2 separate regions of the Rattus norvegicus genome follow, and region 2 is linked to region 1. Evidence: chromatin contacts called from public HiChIP or PLAC-seq data. All regions are on one chromosome and are shown on one strand. Each heading gives the region's core, a stretch centred on a gene start, on an enhancer-like site or on the middle of the called end of the contact. The rest is flanking DNA. Distances are from core to core; before and after follow the strand shown. Region 1 overlaps Ccdc148 (coiled-coil domain containing 148). Region 2 has its middle 75 kb from the start of Dapl1.

The links. HiChIP or PLAC-seq counts read pairs in DNA pulled down with a chosen protein or histone mark.
Region 2: an H3K27ac HiChIP or PLAC-seq map of oligodendrocytes shows a contact between it and region 1, with 6 times the contacts expected there. The contact joins two enhancer-like sites. A contact is called at or near these places in 1 of 12 Hi-C or Micro-C datasets (prefrontal cortex) and 1 of 1 datasets of contacts at active chromatin or transcription factors (oligodendrocytes).

Annotation. Positions count from the first base shown.
Region 1 is chr3:63,767,559-63,771,306 of GRCr8, reverse strand. It overlaps Ccdc148 (coiled-coil domain containing 148), which reads left to right. Exons shown (of 15, transcript NM_001107732.1): 14 at 978-1,118. Among named protein-coding and RNA genes, the nearest start is that of Upp2, 88 kb to the right of the region's middle. Within about 2 kb of position 2,451, at least 7 of the 93 cell types and tissues checked have an H3K27ac peak or open chromatin away from gene starts, as enhancers often do.
Region 2 is chr3:64,292,845-64,296,689 of GRCr8, reverse strand. It overlaps the pseudogene LOC103691811. Among named protein-coding and RNA genes, the nearest start is that of Dapl1, 75 kb to the left of the region's middle. Within about 2 kb of position 1,474, at least 49 of the 93 cell types and tissues checked have an H3K27ac peak or open chromatin away from gene starts, as enhancers often do.

The sequences.
Region 1 (3,748 bases), core at 1,202-3,701:
GTTTATTCTATATCTGAAAATCAAATTATTCAATTATTAGCAAAGAATTACACACTATGACTTTCTGGAGACAGACTTAACGTCACAATCACTGAATATACTCATGTTGCAAATGTAACTACAGAATGGGTACTATAGAATCCATGTGACTAGAACTCCTTCTACCCAGTAGTCCTTAAGAAAAGTCTTCAGTTCTCACCATAAAGAATCAGTGTTTAGAACTATAATATATGACATTTGTGCCAGGAAACCTATAATAATTAAATTACATTTGACCCCAGTCATTTTATTACAGTTTGAAATGGCATTAAAATGCCATTTACGTCATGCAAATTCTTGACTTGCAGAATTAATAGGCAGGTGTGGGTAATGTTGCATATTATTGACAAAATTAGTGACTTCCTTTCATTAAGATCTGGGTCAGAATAGTTATTACTATGTAGGACAAGGACTTCATGGTAAAATGGCTCTCCGGCTTTATAGTCAAAAGGTGATGCATTTTCTGTGACAGTCCCGAGAAATCCACTCTCCTAGTACAATGGAAGTGCACCCAGCTTGCCCAGCAATGACCGCGCAATCGACTTTACCAGAAAACCTCATGTGCTGATACTCATAACCACAGGTGGATGGCTGCTGAAATATGAATCTTTGTTGCTATCTGCCATTTTCAAGGGGGTTTCCAATGTCCGATTGCCTTTGACTTTTATCACACAGATGAATATATATAATCTGAAATCAATCATAATTATGACTAATCGTTAACGGGTGGTTATAATTGTTAATGTTTTGTTTGACATGTGTTGTAACTCCTTTGTTAGTATCTGGGACTGGCCTGGGTTTAATATTCCTTTGCTCTTTCCGCTACTGTTTTAGACGTAATAAAAATTTTGTAATGGTCACTAGGCAAACCCATAATCTTACCCAGAAGCCTTTGACTTGTATCCCCACTTGAGCGTCCCTGCTTTCTCTTCCCTCAGGTTGCTGTCGCTGTCCGGTCTGATCCAGTTAGAATGATGTCAGAGACACTGGCCTGGAAAGCTCGGATAGGCGCTGTGAGTGAGGAGGAATTCACTCTTCAAAAGCCGCTCTTCACCCTGACCACATACAATGAGCAGCAGGTACTTACGGGAACTGGCGGTCCTGGTGTAGAGTCCACGCAGAGAGCTGGAGGAACCGTTCAAGCGTGCGCTCTGAGTTACTAATGATTTTTAATATTTACCTGGAAAGAGCCTGGACTAGATTAGCATATTTTCTATTTGTAAATAATAAACCATAATTGCTGGATGAATCTAAGTGTTATAAAAGTGTGACATAAAACAAAACAGTTCAAAAACATATCTGTCACTGAAAGAGGTTTTGTAACATTTTATGCAAAAGTCATTGATTAAAAAAATGGTCACTGGTATTTCTTTCAGGTTCAAAGATTTCTCTGTTGTATTATGAGTTTATATTCTAAATTCATGGCATAGATACTATCAAATAGGCATCTAATGAGATCGACAGGCAGTACTGAAGACAGCTACCCCAAGTTTTGTTCTTCGAGCTAAGGATAAAGCATTTTCTGTGGCAGCACCATCGAGGGATCTTGGAGCTGTTTGCAGGAGTTTAGAATGTGTCTTGGTTGTGGCTGGAACTGAGAAGAGAGATTTAAAAGAACTTTTAGCGGAGAAGGGTAGAAAAGAAGACATAGGAATGAATGAATATCACCCAAATTAAGTAAGTAAGCATTCATGAGTTTTACAGAACTAGGGAGAGCACGCCAATATCTCAAGAAACCTGTTGCCAAACGAGTTCAAAGTACCTCCCCTGTGTGCTGCATACTTGATGGTGAATAGTAAGGTGAAAATTTCATTCATTAGTAATCAAATATTTATGAAATAGACACTGTTATTCTGGTTCTGTGCAAGAGTGTAGCTCTTGGCTCCACCTAAATGGGCCAGACTGATCCTTCCCGAGAGAAGTGACTCTCTAGGTTAAGAAGGGAAGTATTACATTCAGAGGTAAAGCACAGTGTGAAGCCAGTTCTGTGCCCAGTGTGAGGAGAGAAGGGAGAACTCTGTCGGGGGGAGGTTAGAGAGATGGCACTTCTGAGCAGGAGCAGAGTTTCCGATCTGGGGCAGTTGTTACTAAACTCATTCACGGCGATTTACAGTTTAAAGGGAAAAGAGGCTAATGTGCACAGGGAGAAGAATTACTTTTAGGGACGTGTAGGTATATATCTCTCTAGAACCAGCTATGATAGTACAAAGGCAACTGGCCCCTACACAGGCGAAACTAAGGGAAAGGAAGAGTCCTAAGGCTCTGGGCCAAGCTATCAGGGGTTTCCCAGACAGAAAAGACTGAGAGAAGGCCTTTCGCTGAATGTCTTTACTGTGAGACAGAGGCACCGGCACAGGATAAGTGCTGAAATGAGAATGGAAACTTGGGCTAGGGCCCAGCTGTGGTACACAGGAAGCCTTTTTATTCAGACATCTGACCTTTGTCCCGTGACCAGACATGCTATTTAAAAGCAGGTAAGTTAAATAGTGACATTTGTATTTTATCCTCGGATCTTGAATGGGAAATAGTTGGACATTGGGAGGAGAGGAGTGGAAGTGGTGGTGAAAGAGTCATGCGCAGCTCTGACTGGAGCGATGGGGGATGGGAGCGGTAAAGGAATCGAATCGAGGAGGACTCCAAGCTCGACAAGCACCGCAGTTGCGCATTGTGGATTCAAATCCACACTCGAGATTTACCGGCTGCGTGCACTCGCCTAAGCTATTAACATCTTTATGTTTGTTTCTTTCATCTTTAAAATAATTACTTGCAAAGTTCTTCTGGGGATTGGAAATAATAAATATCAACTGCCTAGGATATTGCCTGATACTCGGCAGTGATTCAACAAATTATTGCCACATAAGAACTGAGCAGAAGGAAAAACAAGTCTGGGGGGAGGAGATTTGTTTTGTCCGTGTCACGTTTAGGGTGAGGGGGTCTAAAGCATCCTTTCAAAAACCTGATTACCAGCCTCTGGGGAGGAGAAACCTCTCTCTTCATTTACTTTTTACTAAAAAATTGGATAATGAAAAAAAATTGAAGGCGCCACAGCCCTTGGTGCTGGAGAAGGAGGTGAATCTTAAAGAGAATTCGGGAGTAAACAGCAGCAGATCATAGAGGGAGTGGGAGTCCTTGAAAGTGGCTCAGAATACATGGGGACAGAGGAGAAGCCAGGGACCAAGGCTCAGATGTTTTTTTCTCAGACCTTTGGGTTATTCTGGCCTTGTGCTTCTCACTACCCCAGCCCTGCTTCTGACTGGTTGTCATTGAGTCTTCCCTTTAGACTATGTCTGACAGTTAGGTCGTCTCTACTCCCAGACAGGTTTAAGTATTTATTACTTCATGTCTAGACAGTCAGAGTAGCCTCCTGACCTTTCCCTCCCTCCATCTCTTTTTCTTCCCCCAGCACCTTAATTTATTCCGACCTGATGATCAGATTCATCCTATGTGGCCATACTTTGATGCTAAAAGCAGAAACAAACACTGTGGGGCTAGTTAGCACAGCCTTCAAGGCTACGAGATCCAAATTTCAGTCTGAGTGTCCTTTTCCCCCCAAGCTCCTCAGTGGCATAGTATTCTACCCAAACTCACCTCATCCTAAAATTGACCTGCTTTACCTCAACGTTTGTATGTGAGGCCTCCCTGTTCGATTAGGTCTCTCTTCCTCCCTCTCTGACTACTGGAAAGATTAAGTCAGACTTCAAGGCTGCCC
Region 2 (3,845 bases), core at 225-2,724, 530 kb before region 1:
AAAGAAGGAAGGGAAATGCATGAGAACACATCATTTAGCAATGGCGAGGGACCCGGCCTCTGGTGTGCTGGGGCAGAGAGCTGACTCCGAGTCTTTCCCTGCCTGAAAGGCAGGTTCAGCACCAGTGCAGGCCTTAGGCCTGGGTACTCCCTCTACCTCACCTCATTGACAATACCCTGGTCGGTCTGTACCTATCGCTGATGTTAGCTCAATCTGATCATCTCCCCTCAGCAGCCCTGAGGAATCTCCTTGTCCAGAGGAGAGGAGTGGTCCTCATGGAAGCAGAGTCCTTCTGATAAGACTTCATGTTTGCACCTTGTCACGGAGCTTGTGATCCTGTGAGAAGGAAGGATATAGGGACATGGGGGTGGCAGGCGGGGATGTGGCACAAAGAAAGTCTCCACTTCCAGCTGTGTGCCTCAGGGAAGGGTGGCATCAATGCTCCCACTTCCTAGCCCACAAAGATGACATCTGACCTCACAGTCTTAAGGCCCTTTGCATCTCTGTCTTCTGCAGATACTCTGCTAAGTTTTAATAAAAAGAAAGTGGCCAGGTGTGGTGGAGCGCACCAAAGGCCGAGGCAGGAAGATCATGAGGCAGCTTAGGTGATAGAGAGAGCAAGACTCTGTCTCAAGAACAAAACCCGAAGAAATAAAAACACACCACCCAAGCCCACATTAAAAAACAAAAGCCAACGACAACAGGCAAGTCATGTTGAGAGTTCTCTTGCTTGGCAGGAATACACGTCTGTTTAGTTCCTGATGTCACGGCATGCAGGTCTAGGCTGATCAGGGCATGCTGCTATGCCTGCGGAACTCTCTGTTTTAAGAAATGAACTTGAGATATTGTCAAATTGTGATACACAGAGAGGGTGTAGTGTCACAGGCTGGAAGGGATTCTGGGCTTGTGTTCACTGGCTGCTTAGCATTTGGACCAGGCTTGTGGGCACAGGGAAGTCCTTGGCAAGGAAGCAGCAGGGAGCTGAGGAGACTGGCAGCCTGGGTCTGCTCCGTTCTTTCTGGAAACCAAGGGAGAGGCAGAAGCGGGGCAGGAACTATGATGCCAGGTGGGGCTGGGAAGGACAGGAGGCTATGCTGCTGATAGCCTTAGGGTAGACTGGCAGGGCATTTTTCTAAAGCTCTAGCCCCTCTCCTAAGGAGGGAGAGTAGGGGATGGCACTCTACATCCACTATAAAGGGTTTCTATAGAAGGGAGATGCCTCTTTTTCCAGCTGGGTATGAGTTTTCCTCACCCACCCACTGTCGGGCCTTGGGCGCCTGAGATCACAATGGTTTCCCTGTGGCTACCCCAAACTTGTGACCTCCAGCGTCAATGTTAGTCAGAAGATTGTCACACCAGTCCTGGTTTCCAAAGCTCTTTAAAACAACTTGGACAATGGCGGGCCTGTCCCACAGTTGGCTTCACAGCTTTGAAAGACACTCTTGTTCAGAGGGAGCCCCCTAGAAGGCCCAGGGTGCGGAGAGGCTCACTCCCACTTTATCCAGTCTGGCTGCTAGCCCACACTGGCAGCGGGTACTGGGTGTGAGGCTGATTTGTGGAGAGTCTCCAAAGGAGTCAAACAGCACAGTCCCAGAAGCCCCTGGGGATTCATATTGAGAGTGATGTGGTGCTGTGGGGAAGGGGAGTGACTATACTGGGTTCCCCAAATTAACAATGATACGGCATTATTTGCAGAGGAGGGCGGGAGAGCGGGGAAGGATGGGAAGGATGGCGAAGGGAGCAGGGGTGGGGGAGGGGGAAGAAATTATATTGGATCCCGCCTGTTCTCTGATTTTCTGCACACTGATAGGTTTCTTGGGAAGGAAATAGGCAAGGACTAATAGGATCTAGTTGTTACTACCTCAGGTGTTCCTCAGTGGTACAGAAACCTTGTCCTAACCAGGCCAGCTCAGCAAGCTACAGATAACAACAGAGCTGCAGCCCATGTCCCTGCTTGCTCCCTCCCCACAGGACAGGGAAGACAAGCGGTAGGGCAGGCCCAACTCAGGTACCAGCCCAGGGAGGGCTGGGAATGCTGGCTTTTGTTATCTGTGTGTTTCGGTGCCGAGCATCTTGGGAAGCATTACGCTGCTCCCCATGTTTAACCCCACATAGTAGACACTGCTGGTAGCAGTAATTTGGGGTGTGGAAAGGAGGTGCAGGGATGTGATGTCCAAGGTCACATAGCCATGGCCAGGTGTGTCCAGCTTCACTTGGAGTCCTTCAGCTTTACGGGATTCTAGGTCTTCAAGGTGAGAGCTCACCTTGGCTCTTTGTCCTTTAGACCTGGGTGATATTGGTTGAATACAGTGTTGAGAGTAGGAGTATAGTCATTTCCTGTGTCCTCTTCTTCCCCAGACCACGTGACCATAGTGTGCATGGGTTCCTGTCTATTCGGTCATGATCTGTGAGGTTGGGAAGGTGACCTCGGTAGTCTGGCTGAGTCTCAGTCACCCTCACAAGTGGTTCTATCTTGAGCCTAATGCTTCCATAGGGTGGCAATGTTGTGACATCAGGAAGCTGGAGAGAGGAACACTCACGCAGGCATCGTGGCAGTCATTCTCCTGTACTGCCCACCCCACTCCCAAACCCTAGTGTGTAATTTTCTCTCATTCTCTTCTCTTTCCTCTTATTGGCTTCCCTCTCTGGGAATCCTGTCAGACGGCGTGCATTATGATCCTAGAACATATCCCCTGGAGTCTGTGGCTATTGCCTTGTAAGGTGGAAGGGACTTGGCGGGGAGGATTAAATTAAGAATCCTAAAGACAGAGACATTATCCTGGATTATCTGCTGGGGCACACGTGTCCCTCTAGGAGAAGAAGCATACAGAGCAAGAAGGTGATGAGAGAAAAAGGCATGCACTGGACAGCAGTGGCCATAAGCCAAGAATATTAGCAGCTAGCAGAGACTGCAGAGTCAAGAGCAGACTCACTCTCGGGCTGAGTGTTGGTGATTCGGAGTTGCTGGATCTGTCCGAGATGGCAGAGGTGGAGCAAACACTCAAGAGACTTCAGAGCCAGAAAGGGGTGCAGGGAATCATCGTGGCAAACACAGAAGGCATTCCCATCAAGAGCACAATGGACAGTCCTACCGTTACACAGTATGACAACCTCATGCACAACTTCGTCTTAAAGGTGTAGAACACTGTGCGTGAGATTGGCCTCCAGAATGACCTAACCTTCCTTTGAATTTGTACTAAGAAAAATGAAATTATGCTGGCACCAGAGAAAGACTATTTCCTGACTGTGATTCAGAATCCAACTGAATAAGCCACTGTCTTGGCTTCCTGTGTCATCCCTTAATTTAATGTCCCCCAAGAATAATAGTGTTAATCATAATAGTGTGGGCACATGGTGGTTGCCTGAGAGCCCATGTTGACCACGCCATTGATCAAGGATAGCTCTGCCCACCCCACCAAGGAGTGGCTCTGATGATCCAGTCAGTCCCTAGAAAAGCTCAGTTCTTACTTCCAGGCTTTGGAATGAAAGCTTATGATAGGTCCACACCCAGCTTCCTTCTAACCTTCAGTTCAGTTTATCTCTGTCCCCCTTGGAATGCTGTTTTTGTTTTTTAAACTAAAAATAACTTCAACCCCGCCCCCACCCTGCTCCCCCTGAAAAACGAACAGACTCTCACCAGAGCTGTAGACACAACAGAGGTCATGACACTTTGAATGCACCCAACAGCACTGGTGGCCGACATCAAACCCACAGAACGGTGAGAGAATACATTTCTGGGGTTGACATAAAGACATTGTGTTAGACCATGCATGTCTTAGTGAGGGTTCTATTGCTGTGGAAAAACACTGGGACCAAAAAACGACTTGAAGAGGAAAGGGTTTATT